2 separate regions of the Macaca fascicularis genome follow, and region 1 is linked to region 2. The links are chromatin contacts, called in public Hi-C maps. All regions are on one chromosome and are shown on one strand. Each heading gives the region's core, a stretch centred on a gene start, on an enhancer-like site or on the middle of the called end of the contact. The rest is flanking DNA. Distances are from core to core; before and after follow the strand shown.

Region 1 (6,751 bases), core at 2,069-4,568, 180 kb before region 2:
CAACATGATACTTTCCTTGCAAACAGACATGTTCCCAGCAATAGTTGCTGTTGCTCCTAAAATCAAGTCCTGCATGTAGCTTTGCTCTGTATTTCCTAGTTCAAACATGAGACTAAAATCAGATTGGAAGTTCAGAAAGATAAATCCAATAACCTGGCCCATGGGAAAACACAAGATAAGAAATCATAAGATGTGGCTCTAATCACTCTTTGAGCTTCATGTGACCACCCTCGGTCCAAAAGCATGCCACTTAGCCTCTGAGCCTTAAGGCCCATAACCTAGGCCATCTCCCCGCTGGGAGGGATGTTTAAGCATCAAAGAAGATTGATGCTATGCCTGCTGTCTATCTTCACCTAACACTCCTACAAGCATCTCGACTTAACATGCCAAAAGGGAACCTGCCATCTCCTTTGTTCCTTATTGTAGAGGGGCGAGAGGGCCAGCTCTGGAGTCAGACCTCATGGATCTGCATCCTGGCTCTACCACTTACCAGGTAGGTGACCTTGAGCCCATTAAGTAACCTCTTTCTGCTTCAGTTTCCCCTTCTGTAAATGAGGATAATACTAATTATATTTCATAGGGTTGAGAGAATTAAATGAACTAATTCATGTAAAGTAATTAACAATGCTAGACACATAGTGAGTACATGTTCAGTGCCCTCCATGAAGTCTTGCCTGATGTGTATAGGACAGTAGGAAATACTATCATGCCCTTACCAGCATCATCTTCCCAGTTATCTTTGCTCTGCTGGTGCCTCCTTTCCAACCCTCACTACTCTTGTCTATTTAGGGACTAAGTCATTTCAATTGTTATCTTCTTCCTCTGCTATTCCTCCTTTCCTCCTTATGACTTTATAATTTGCCTCTTTGTTACCGCTTATCTAGACAAATAGGCAAAACCCCAGGTCCATGGAGCCCAAGAAGGTTCAAGTGATAAGAGTCCTGAGAGCTTGAGTCAGCATTAAACATCTCCTAAATCCAACACTACTAGGCTGTTTGGGCTAAATAAAACTCCATAGTCTTGTGCTTTTGCCTGCATTTATTTCACACTAAGGACAGTAACACTGGTGTTCTTAGATTCATGAGAAGCTCAAATTGGCAGTTTTATGTGTGTCTTTGATGGAAAGAAATAAAACTAATTACCACAAATGTAGTTTGATTAGTTCAAAAATTCAAAACACAGGGTCCGTGGGAGTGTAGGATAGGGGTTAGGAATCACTGTCCTAATCCCTCGTCTCTTCAATCCACACCAGCTGTCAGGTTAATCTTCCACTAAAACCAGCATTCCTGGTCTTGTCTTTGTCCTGTTTAGAAAATGCTAGTAGGCTAAAGACCCAGCTCCCTGGGGTCTGGGTCTCTGTTCAAATCTTCATGCCTGCACTGCACTTGCCCAGCGTTCTGTTTGCTGTTCCTCCTACCTACCTTTCACTGTCTGTCTGCTTGCCTTTGTTCCTCACTTCAATCTTTTCAGTCTGACCAGCTTTTAAAGCTCACTTTATCCATTCCAGCAGCTATAGCTTAAAAACAAAAACAAACAAACAAAACAAAACCAAAACAAAAAACCTCATTTTAAAAGCCAGGGGACTCCCTGGTACCCGAGCCGAAAATAATTTCTTAAACCTCAGAATTCCCCCAAACGCTGGCTTTTCATTAAAAACCTTACATCAGAGTTATTAAGCAGGGTGGTTTCGGCTCCTCTCCTAGACTGTCTGCCATCTGGGGGCAATGACAGCTTCGAAAATTTCTTTGCACAGAGCAAATACACTAAACAAGTAAAAGTTTGCTGCCTTTGCAAACTGTGAAATGCCTACAAGAAGAAATGGGACAAAAACGACTTTAGCCGGTGTGAGGGCTCACTCCTGTAATCCCAGCAATTTGGGAGGCCGGGGCAGGCAGACCACCTGAGGTCAGGAGTTCCAGACCAGCCTGGCCAACATGGCCAAACCCCGTCTCCACTAAAAATACAAAATTAGCTGGGCGTGGTGGTGCGCGCCTGTAGTCCCAGTTACTCAGGAGGCTGAGGCAGGAAAATCGCATGAACCCGGGAGGTGGCGGTTGCAGTGAGCCGAGATCGTGCCACTGCACTCCAGCCTGGGCGACAAGAGACTCTGTCTTTAAACAACAAAAGCAAAAACAACAAAAAAAAAGTCTTTACCAGAGAATGGTATTTTTAAGATTCAAGTTTTTAATAAACTTGGGAATGTTATACTTTGAAGCGTAACACAGAATTACCAATATTTTTAAGATTCAAGTTTTAGATAAACTTGGGAATGTTATGCTTTGAAGTTTTCAGAGCTAGTAGCTAAAGAGAATGGTTCAAATGTTCTCCAGCCTAAGGCTTAACGTGAATTTAGAATATTATTATTGAAACATTGGGAGGGGGTATTACTCTTGAAATCTTATACCTCCATCCACAGATAAGAACACTTAGTGCAAAGAATTAAAGCTGCCTAAGTCAAATTATTTTTCAAATGGCAAAGTTGTTTTTTCAAGAGACAGAAAGTGGGGGTAGAATATACCTCCCGGCAGAGAATATCTTAAGCGACAGGTACTCAGAGAAGAGGAAATACAAATAGGGATTTTCTTTTAAAAGCAGAAAACCATTAATTTCTCCTAAAGTGAAGGGGGGATGTATCAGATTTAACTTTAAGCTCCCTTCCGCTCAATTGCTAACTCTATTTTTGAGGAAAGGACCTTCGGATACCCGGCAGATATGCTGTCTGCAAACAATCCGGGGAGGTGGGTCCTTCTGCCCTGGTCTATCCCCACACTTCTCGCATTCACACCTTTCCCAGCTCTGTTTCCTAGCGTATCTGCCTTCCCCCTTTCCTCTGAGTCCGCCACCGTTTCACCCACCCGCGAGTCAGGCCCCGGCGCCCCTCCACCGAAACGCCCAGGTTGTCTGGCCGTCTGCGTCCGTCGGTCCTCGCCCGCGCAGTCGCGGGCCGCGCCCCCCACCAGGCCTCCGCTCCGTCCGTGCCGCCGCTCCGCCCCGCAGGGGCCGCCGCGCTTTATATCCGCTGCCTCCCGTCCCGGGCCCACGTGCCGCCACGCCGGGGAGCCTGGGGGTTGTAGTTCTGCGCCGCCGCCCGCGAGGTGCGCCCGGAACCGCCGGCCCCGAAGCCCCGAAACCCCGAAACGTTTTGCACACCCGGAGTCTGCTCTTCCCCGGTGTCACCTGAACAACGTAGGCTGAAGTGACTCCGGCGCAGCTCCCCGGCTCTCCGAGGATCGCGAGCATCCGAACTGGCAGCCGGGTGCCCGAGAGCACGCCGCTCACCCGCGCCACGCTGAGTGCAAACCTCTCCCTGCCTCGTCTGCAGGCCAGTCCTTCCCGCGTGCGGACACCTCCCGGGCTCCGCTGCGTCTTAATTTTCCTTCTTTTGCGCAGGGCTCTGCAATCCCCGCTATCTCGTGGTTCTGCGTTGTGAGGTTTGGGCTGCTGTTTCCGAGGCGTGCGGAGACACCCCAACTGCCCATCGGCGTTCAGCTCTCTTCCGGCTGACGCCGCTGCACCAGCCCTGCAGACTCTCGTGTTAAGGATTGATGAGCGAATTTTAAAGTGAATTATCTACTCATACAGGAGCTTTTCTGGCTTCTTTTGGAGAATATTTGAAAGAGTTTTGAAAGGGAAAAGTATTTTTAACCCAACCGCCTCTACTTTCAGGAATATCAGGAGTCTGTTATTCTAGGATCATGTACTGTGTTAATAAATCAGGAACAGAGCCAGAGACAAGTCCTCAGTCTTCTCTTGCTGATGTGATTCCACCTCAATTTTCTGTAAAAGGAGATGGCTGATGCTTATTATTACATTTAGAGAAACTAAATTGTTAAAAGGGCTTTCCAGTTTGCAAAATGCTTTTAAATGTATTCTAATAGTTCTTGCATGGCACAGAGCACCAGAGATAATAGCTAATAAGTACTGTGTTCAGTGCTTACTCAGCCTGCACCATTCTAGCCGTTTTAAAATTTAATTCCTAAAATAACCCCATTGGTGGGTCCTGTTTTATAAATGTGTATGTTACAGATGAGCAAGGATCATTCCATGTTACAGATCAGAAACAGGTTTAAAGAGTTGAAGTAATTTGCCAAAGGCCATAGAGCTGATTAAGCTGTGGTTTGATTTCAAGTAGTCCAGAAGCTTGTGCTTTTAACACTATGTTATCCTGCAGGAAAAAAATAAATAAATACAAAAAGGAAAGAAAAAGAAAAACCCTTAGATACATGAAGCAAGTTCTCCTAAGGCTACAGCATGGTTTTTGGTTTTGGTTTTTTTTTTTTTTGTAATGTTAACAAGTCTTATACCATATCCTAATGATACAATGAAAGTTTTTTTTTTGTTTGTTTTTGGAAAGTCACACTTTAATAAGTGCAAAATTAAGTGTGTCAGTACCCAAAAGGTATAGGTCATTAGGCTTAACATTGTCAACCAACAAACCAATATTCTAAATGCATGAACAAACTGCTTTTTTGTATAAATATGGTAGTGCAAGGTAATTCCTTATAATAATTTGTTAGTGTTTGCCAAGAAGCAGATGCTAAGATGGGATTAGATGTGTGAGAGACTTACTGGGGGAGGGAGTTGGAGCAGACAGGAACATCCTGCAGACTGATGTAGGGCTGACATCCGTGAACGAAAGATGGAAGAAAGGAGCATGGAGTAGGGAGAATCTCACTGCATTCTTAGAGTATCCACTCTGTGCCCTTATGAAACTCAGAGCCTATACTGTGAAGTGTCGGGGAGATATCGTTCTCTTAAAATATGGTAAATGCAGTGATAGACCCGTACAGAGATATTACAGGAACTCTGAGCTCTAATCTGGGCTGAAAGGGGTGGGGTGTGTGTGTGTGTGTGTGTGTGTGTGTGTGTGTGTGTGAGATGAGGCAGGAGGGTGTTCCAGAAACGTCTTACTGGGGAAGGTCACAGCCAAGGTAAATATCAGACAATGAGTAGGGCTTAGAAGAGAGGCATCAAAAGGCTCAGTGCTGAGCTGCAGGCCTCTAACCCTCTTCTGATAAGTGGCAGGCTCTGTGAGATTTCTTCTATTATTATATAGTATTATTTAATCATCATTACTTTTCGTGCTTTTATTTCTTGCCCCCAACTCCACTGCAAGGTGTTCGAGGCAGGCATCATGTCCTATTCCTTGTTTTTCCCACAGTGTAGGACATAGTGTCTATCCATGTGCAGGCCAAGAGGGTGAGATTTGGAAATATTACTACCATCAACTCTCCTTTATTTAAAACAAATGTATGTCAGGTTTTGCATCAACTTTTGTTTGCTACAATTCAAATTTGAAATCCACCAGTGCAGGGGAAAGTGTTTGGGAGATACGGTGCAATGAAATTCGTCAGAACAGTCATTTGTTCTATCCTTGGAGCTGGAGGTGATGCCCCCATCACAGGCTCCTGAACTGACTGAGGGTGAGGGGTGGGACCCAGAAAGTTTCCCCTTATCTTCTGGTAAGGATATACTTACCAGAAAAGAGAAAACGGATTTTCAACAGCTGAAACACTGCTAAATTGGGGAACACTTATGAAGGAAGGAGACCTAATTTGGATCTTGAAGTGTTGTTACCTATTGTGGTCCAGTAAAAGGTCTGTCCACAGGTGAGCAAGAGTCTGTTCCATTCACTGTGAAGAACACATAACCAGGTATGAGAGTCACTTCTGGAAATTCTGGCTTGTATGGGTGTGTCAATGGGGCTGATGGAAAAGGTAGGGTTTATTTTTTCATCAGAGTTCAGAGGTCTTCAGAGAAGGGAACAGGCCATGAATAGAAGTTGAACTGATTGCTGGCCCTGGGACAAAAACCCTTGACCTTTAGGGTTTATCTTCTAAGTGTGAGTGCTAACTAGGAGAGGGACATCTCTTGAGAAGGGAAAAGTCCTGTGCATAAGCTTGGTTTTAGAGGACCTTTGGGAACCCAGGAGGGGGCAGCATAGTGAGGCCATGCTCAGCTATCTTTTGGCTTAGCCCTTTAGTGAATGCCTACTGGGTTCTTAAGGAGAAAGAGCTAGAAGGAAAAAAAAATGCGTTATATTTGGTGTTCTTAACCTAAGATCTGTGACTCCAGATTTTTAAGTAACAGCTTTATTGAGATATAGTTCACTATGATACAATTCATCTATTTTAAGTGTATAATAGTTCAGTAGTTTTTAGTATATTCACAGAATTGTGCAACTTGTGTCACAACTTTAGAACATTTTCATCACTCCCTCCAAGAAAACCCTAGCCATTAGTAGTCACTCATTTTTCTATTTCCCCTCCCCACCCCCAGCTGTAAGCAGCCACTAATCTATTTCTTTCCTTCTTTTCACTTTTTTTTTTTTGGTTGCCCAGGCTGGAGTGCAATGGTGCCATCTTGGCTCACTGCAACCTCTGGCTCCCAGGTTCAAGCGATTCTCCTGCCTCAGCCTCCCGAGTAGCTGGGATTACAGGCATGTGCCACCATGCCCAGCTAATTTTGTATTTTTAGTAGAGGTGGGGTTTCTTCATGTTGGTCAGGCTGGTCTCAAACTCCCAACCTCAGGTAATCTGCCCACCTCAGCCTCCCAAAGTGTTGGGATTACAGGCGTTGAGCCACTGCGCCTGGCTGCCACTAATCTGTTTCTATAGATTTGCCTGTCCTGGACATTTCGTACAAATGGAATTATATGGGGTGTGTGTGTGTGTGTGTGTGTGTGTGTGTTTTGAGACAGGCTCTCGCTCTGTTTCCTAGGCTAGAGTGCAGTGGCATGACCACAGCTCAC
Region 2 (6,633 bases), core at 2,027-4,526:
CCCGTAGCTCTGCTCCCAATCCTTGCTCATTACCAATTCCTGCCCCAAACCATTCCAGCCCTGCACATGTGAGATAGGAAGAACGAGAGCCTAGGTTGGCAAGACGGGGTGAAGGTGGGATGTTGGCATCTGAGATAGTGCTGCAACAGGAGTGTTGTGCCAAACCTCTATTGACTTTCGTGGGGATGGCACCAGGTTCAAGAGGCCAAAGAAGAGACCCAGAGCCAGCAAACAAGACATTAGGTTTTACTGGGGGCTGACATGCAGAGGAGAGAGTCCAGTATCAGCAGATTGGACAGGAGAACTTCATAGCCCAGAAGCAGCAGGCTGAGCAGGAGAACCGCAACTGTTTGCAAAAGGCATGCAGTTTGTATAGCATTTCCATTTAGCACCCTTCCTTAACAGCTTCCACCTGGCAAGCTTCATTCAACCCAAACTCAGGACTTCCATTCCCTGTATGGCTTGTGTTCCATGGGCCAGGTTGGGGGCTCAGGTGTTCCTCGTAGACAAGGAATGAATCTCCAGGTTGGCTACTCTGGATTCCCGAGCTTGGAGCACACATTCATATATGTTGCCATACAGTGCCATTCTCAGGGTATGCTTCAGTTATTGCTACCAGGTGTGTTTGCCACACAGGAAGGAGCTGCTGCTGTGCCTGCCTCTGTTCTCCACCAATCAACCAAGAGGTTTGGGAAGGGTAACAACTCTGTTAGGTGGTATGTACCTGTAGTCCCAGCTATTTGGGAGGCTGAAGCAGGAGGATCCCTTGAGCCCAGGAACCAGGGGTTCAAGACCAGCCTGAACAACATAGCAAGATCACCTCTCTGAAAAAAACAGAAACAAAAAACCTCTGCAGAGTGCTTATGTTTTGACTAACTGGGTCAGCTTCTACAGGCCCTGGTTCAGCAGCAACTCTGCATTGACAAATGACCCTGCAGTGTGTTCTGATTTTGGCCTCTGTTACTCCAGAGAGCTCAACCACGACCTCACAGTCTCCCCTTCCCTCTTTGTGTTTTTTTCCCTTTCCTTCCCTTACTGCCTTTTCTCAACCTTCTCACCAAGCCCTCTTAGGTGGGGAACCTCTTCTTCCCTTGTTTCTCTTTTCTGACCATTGACTTCCAGGAACATAGAGCAGGCCTTGCTGGGGAATAGCAACTCTTAGATGCTTCTTATGAAATAAAAACCTATACTGTATTCCAAGAGGCACCAAAAACTCACTATTTTTCCTTATTGCTAGCAATCCCAGTATCCCTATTAAGTAAAACTGAAAGCTATTATAACATTTTATTGAGTGCTGACTACATGTTGAGCACTGTCATATAAGCACCTTATATGTTGTTGCGGATGCTGTGCTGTGCCACCCAGATCACGTCTTGGGGACTGTGGCCATCATTTCCCAGGGTGTTAGTCTCTCTCCAGGAATAGATCGACAAAGGGCACTGCCTTAAGATTAGGCGGTCTTCTTGGGCAGCTGTATGCAATGAATGGTCTTTATGGGGTTACCAGGGCCTTGTCCTCTTGCTTCAGTGGACAGTTCCAAAGGGCCAGCTGAGCTTCAGGGCATTCCCTGGAACCAGCTGGGGTCTCTGTTGAAATGGCATGGCCTTCAACTCCTCCCTCTGCCCAGACCTGCTTCCTTTACTCCCTCTTAATTCTGATAACTCTCCCCAGTAAACCTCCTGCATGCAAGTGTCGACCTGAGTCTGGTTCCTAGGAACTCAAACTAAGAATTAATTTCTTTAGTTCTCACAACCACCTTATGAAATAAGTTGTTCTCTTCGTAGAGACAAGGAAATGGGGGCATAGAAAGGTTAAGCAGTTTGCCTAGTCTCCCATCAGTAACTGGCAGAGCCAGTTAACAGTCAACGGGGCCTTCCTGCAGCTGGGTCTTCAGCAGGTCACCTGGCAGAGCCATGACTTGAAACCTGAAAATCTAACTCTAGACCCTGTACTCTTAACCTCACATGCAGCCTCTTAATAGCAATCCCAATGCCTTTGTGGGCAGGTGAGGAGAGAGGCAGGGTATTTATTACCTTTATCTCAGAGATAGACACTAAGGTAGCAACTACCTAAGCCCAGGATCGTCCACAGGTATAGCTGTGACTGGATTACTAACCTTTGCGGGTGTGTGTGGGGCAGGGGAGAGGGGGGAGCGGGGGAGAGGGGGGAGCGGGGGAGAGGGGGGAGCGGGGGAGAGGGGGGAGCGGGGAGGGTGCAATGGAAAAAGAATGGTAAATTCACATTTGAATTTTGGAGCCAACACCTACTAGCTGCACATCTTTGAGCAAGTTATTTAATATGAGTCTTAGTTATGTGACTGGCACATAGTAGGTGTTCAATAAAATACTCATCCCTATCCCATTTGTCTGTCATCTCCAACTGTGATCTTGAGCAAGTTTATTTAGCTTTCTGATTCTCGGTTTCTTCAACTATAAAATGGAGATGATGATGAAGAAGAAGATCTTACTTAGCCCCATGTCCATCGGGGTAGGAGCCTCGTAAAGGGTACTTATCAGTATAATTAGAAACTGTTGGCCGGGCGCGGTGGCTCAAGCCTGTAATCCCAGCACTTTGGGAGGCCGAGACGGGCGGATCACGAGGTCAGGAGATCGAGACCATCCTGGCTAACACGGTGAAACCCCATCTCTACTAAAAAATATAAAAAACTAGCCGGGCGAGGTGGCGGGCGCCTGTAGTCCCAGCTACTCGGGAGACTGAGGCAGGAGAATGGCGTGAACCCGGGAGGCGGAGCTTGCAGTGAGCTGAGATCCGGCCACTGCACTCCAGCCTGGGCGACAGAGCGAGACTCCGTCTCAAAAAAAAAAAAAAAAAAAAAAAGAAAGAAAGAAACTGTTTTGCCAGGTTTGCACCCTGTGCGCCTGTCCTTCAGGACCCAGCAGGCTCAGACTTACCTGCGATCAAAGCCCTGTGTGCCTCTCAGACCCACCAGCCCCGTGGAATCTCTTGCAACACGACACCGCTGCGTGAGTTTTCTGTTGTTACTAGAGGTCAGCAGGTATTTTTCCCTAGGAAACCGGGTGTGCACGTCTCATCCCCGTGCCAATTCTCTTGCCGCTTCTCCTTCCACACGCGGCGTCCTCCGGAGGGAGGGTGCAGCTCCGCGTGCTCCAGCTGCGGCGAAAGTTGCGCCCGGCCCAGTCTGGCTGTGGGCCCCGCCTCCGCCTTCTCAGTGTCCAGCCCCGCCCTCCGATTGGTCAGCAGTGCCCAGCCCCGTTCCTCCGAGGGGATTAAAGCAGCGGCCGCGAAGTCTGGGTGCTTGCAGGCTGCTAAAGCCAACCCCAGTTGATTAGCACCTGCTACCGCGCTTTGCTTCCTAGCGCTCGCGGAGCCTCCTGGAGCCTGCCACCATCCTGCCGGCTACGTGCTGCCGCGCGCCCGCAGCCATGTGCCGTACCCTGGCCGCCTTCCCCACCACCTGCCTGGAGAGGTAAGGGGAGCTTGTCCAACTGCTTGGGGGAAGCCCCACCAACTCTTAGGGAGTGGAGCGGCAGGCCTGGGGACCTGGGTGGGCGCGGGGATGGGGCGCTGGAGGCTTAAGTAGAGAGGTAGAGGCGAACTTGATGCCACGTGCTTAGATTCCAGGAGCAGGGAGAAAGCAAGGGGAAGGGAAGCAAGGGCCCGCTGCTTGCTGCCATCCCCATCCTCTGACAAACTGCAGTCGTGCTCAGGTGACCTGCTGAAGACCTGGCTGCAGGAAGGCCACGTTGACATTTCCAGGCAGAACTGAGCCTGCCTATTGCTTAAGCACTTGTTTTTCATTCCTCAGACCAGAGCTAGGGGCATTGCCTCCTCTGCCCCTGGAAGGCAGGGAGATTTTTTTTTTTTTTTTTTTGTGGGGTGTGGTGGGGCAGGGGGATCCCACTGTTGAGGGTGTGTCCATATTCCAGAGAGCAACTCAACAGCTTCCAGTCGTTACTGGCTGGGAAGGAAAACGTAAAGATGAAGGCAGGAATCAGTTTCCCACAGTTCAGAAATACTCCTGAAAAGAATGCTGAGTTCTTTTCTGAATCAACAGGCACGAAGAGAGATCAGTGTGACTTTAGGGAAAAGCCCATATATGAGCGTGTGTATTACCCAGAAAGTGTAAGGTCTACCACGGCATAGCTCAAACATTGCTTTTGTTGCTTTGGGGTTGATGATGCTGATAAGCACAATTTGGGTCCTGGGAACAGCCAAGGGTTTCCAGGAACTCTTGAGGCTAAACTTTGGGTGGCACCACCCAGAGCTCTTCTGGGACACATAAACCTCTCCACACTGGCTGAGCAAATGAGAATCCTTTCATGTTCCTGATTTGTTTTTCAGAGCCAAAGAGTTCAAGACACGTCTGGGGATCTTTCTTCACAAATCAGAGCTGGGCTGTGATACTGGGAGTAGTGGCAAGTTCGAGTGGGGCAGTAAACACGGCAAAGAGAAGTAAGTGTTGCTGACCAGCTCAGGGCTCCGAGAGGGAAGGGAGCGGGAAGGAGGGAAATATAAGGAGAAGCCAGGACACACTAAGTGGATCTTGGCAACGCCTCCCTAGAGATTTTAGTGAGACTTGTTGCTGGTCTGTTATGACTACTTGGCTCATGGGTGAGTGGGTAGGTGGCTCCAGGGCTCCAAGTCCATCCACGGATGAGGGCACACAGGGCATGAATGCCTAGTTAACCAGACTCTCCCACCTGGGGTTTCATTGCACACGCATCCAGGGCTAGGACAGAGTCCAAGGCCACTTGAGGTTTTTATTAATGACTCTAGCATGCACCTTGCCTAGAAACCCTTTCATATTGGCTATCAACTGTACCAAACTCTGGAGTTATGTGTAGATGTAATCTCTATTTATGAGGCCCTTATGTCCTTGGGAAGGTGTACAAAACAAATCTTTGAGAGTCAGGGGAATTGAAATAATTTTTGGACAGAGAAGAGACAGGCTTAGAGATATTAACTGAAGACTAAAGGAGTCCCTGGCTTTGATTTCTGGTTGCCGAATTGTCCTCTAGAAAACATTACTGCTTACCCTAAGTCCAACTAGGAGTTTGAGGTGTCAGCTTCAACAATCACCAAGCAAGCCTTTCTGTGAATTTTACGCAATTTTCCATCAGAGTTCTGGCTAGAATTTGTACTATGCTTTGGTTTGTTGATTTTTTTTTCTTACTCTTTTTTTTCTTTTTGTCTTTTAGTAGAAACTTCTCAGAAGATGTGCTGGGGTGGAGAGAGTCGTTCGACCTGCTGCTGAGCAGTAAAAGTGAGTAGGAGCCTTTTGTGTCTGTCTCTGGGTGGCACGTGTATACTCATGTGCTTTGGAACCAGCTCCAGGACTGCTGAGAGCCTGGGCAGAATAATAGTAGTAGTAATAATAATAATAATGATCCCCTAGTGTGCCAGCCTCTATTCAACACACAAAGGCAGGTCCTTGTTCAAGAAAATTATGTTCTAAAAATAGAGCCATTAAGTGCAATTGCTTTCCTTTCTTCTTGTATTCCCTGCTGTCCCTCTGGCTGACCTGTTTCCGCCTCTTTCCTGTAACCCCAGATGGAGTGGCTGCTTTCCACGCTTTCCTCAAGACGGAGTTCAGTGAGGAGAACCTGGAGTTCTGGCTGGCCTGTGAGGAGTTCAAGAAGATCCAATCAGCTACCAAGCGGGCCTCCAGGGCACACCGGATCTTTGAGGAGTTCATCTGCAGCGAGGCCCCTAAAGAGGTGAGAGCCCCCATATGCCCAGTGAATCCTCACGACCCTGCCTGCTCCTTCCCCTCTGAGAGTGAGGGCTAGTGGGGAGGAAAGGCTAGGTGTAGAAGTAGAAGGGCCTTACTTGGCACAGGGGTGAATGGGCTTCTGTGACCAGAAACTAGAAAAGCCGGGCTCAGTGCCACTCCTGGGTGCTTAACCCTATGACTCATGATGGGGCAGGATGGATTGGCAGGTTTTTCGGCTTCTATCCATACCCATCTTTATAAATCCATCCCTTTTTAGAGGCTCAAAACACTTACCAACTGGGGAGACAAGGTCAGCACAGGGACCTTATATAACCTGGCTCAGTCCCCAGGCTGACCTGCCTGAGGCCTGCAGGTCTGTAGTCTGTGATTTTTTTGTCTACCTTCCCTCCCGGCCACTATGCATGGCAGCTGCAGTTGCTAAAGAATACAGCGCCACCTGGTGGAGAGATAAGAGTAATGCCTTACTTTTGTACCTTATTTTTGTTTTCTGACCGCTGATTGATTCCCCATAATTCTGTAAAGGTGTATTGAGCCCCAATTATATTCAAGACACTGTTACAGTCACTGTGTATGTCACAGTGAACCAAACAAAGTCCCTTCCCTAATGAAACTTATAATTTGAATGGGGAAAGATGCCAATAACCAACTAGACAAATATATGCCAGGTGATGAGCTATGCACTCATAAAACTACAGCAGGAAATGAGAGAGAGGGAGTACCAGAGGCAGGGCCTGGCAGGAGGTAACGTTTTCCATTCTGTAAAGGGAAGTGAGGAGCGGCTCTTTGATATGGTGACATGTGAACAGAGATATGAAAGAATTCAGGGAGGGAAGAACATTCCAACACAGGAAGCAGCAAATGCCATGGCCAGAGCCTGCCTGTCACAGTCACAGACGAGCAAGTGGACGTGCTTAGAG

What was found. A called contact is a pair of places that touch in the nucleus more often than the background predicts.
Region 1: a Hi-C map of liver shows a contact between it and region 2, with 6 times the contacts expected there. The contact joins the promoter of NPL here to the promoter of RGS16 in region 2. A contact is called at or near these places in 2 of 2 Hi-C or Micro-C datasets (liver and skeletal muscle).

What each region holds. Positions count from the first base shown.
Region 1 is chr1:40,321,763-40,328,513 of T2T-MFA8v1.1, reverse strand. It overlaps NPL (N-acetylneuraminate pyruvate lyase), which reads right to left and starts at 3,318. Exons shown (of 12, transcript XM_065535201.2): 1 at 3,169-3,318. It also overlaps a transcript of LOC135968471 not described here.
Region 2 is chr1:40,137,716-40,144,348 of T2T-MFA8v1.1, reverse strand. It overlaps RGS16 (regulator of G protein signaling 16), which reads left to right and starts at 3,276. Exons shown (of 5, transcript XM_005540174.4): 1 at 3,276-3,448; 2 at 4,324-4,434; 3 at 5,181-5,245; 4 at 5,533-5,699. The coding sequence starts at 3,405. It overlaps LOC123573941 (a long non-coding RNA gene), which reads right to left and starts at 3,162. Exons shown (of 3, transcript XR_006698684.3): 1 at 2,913-3,162; 2 at 725-824.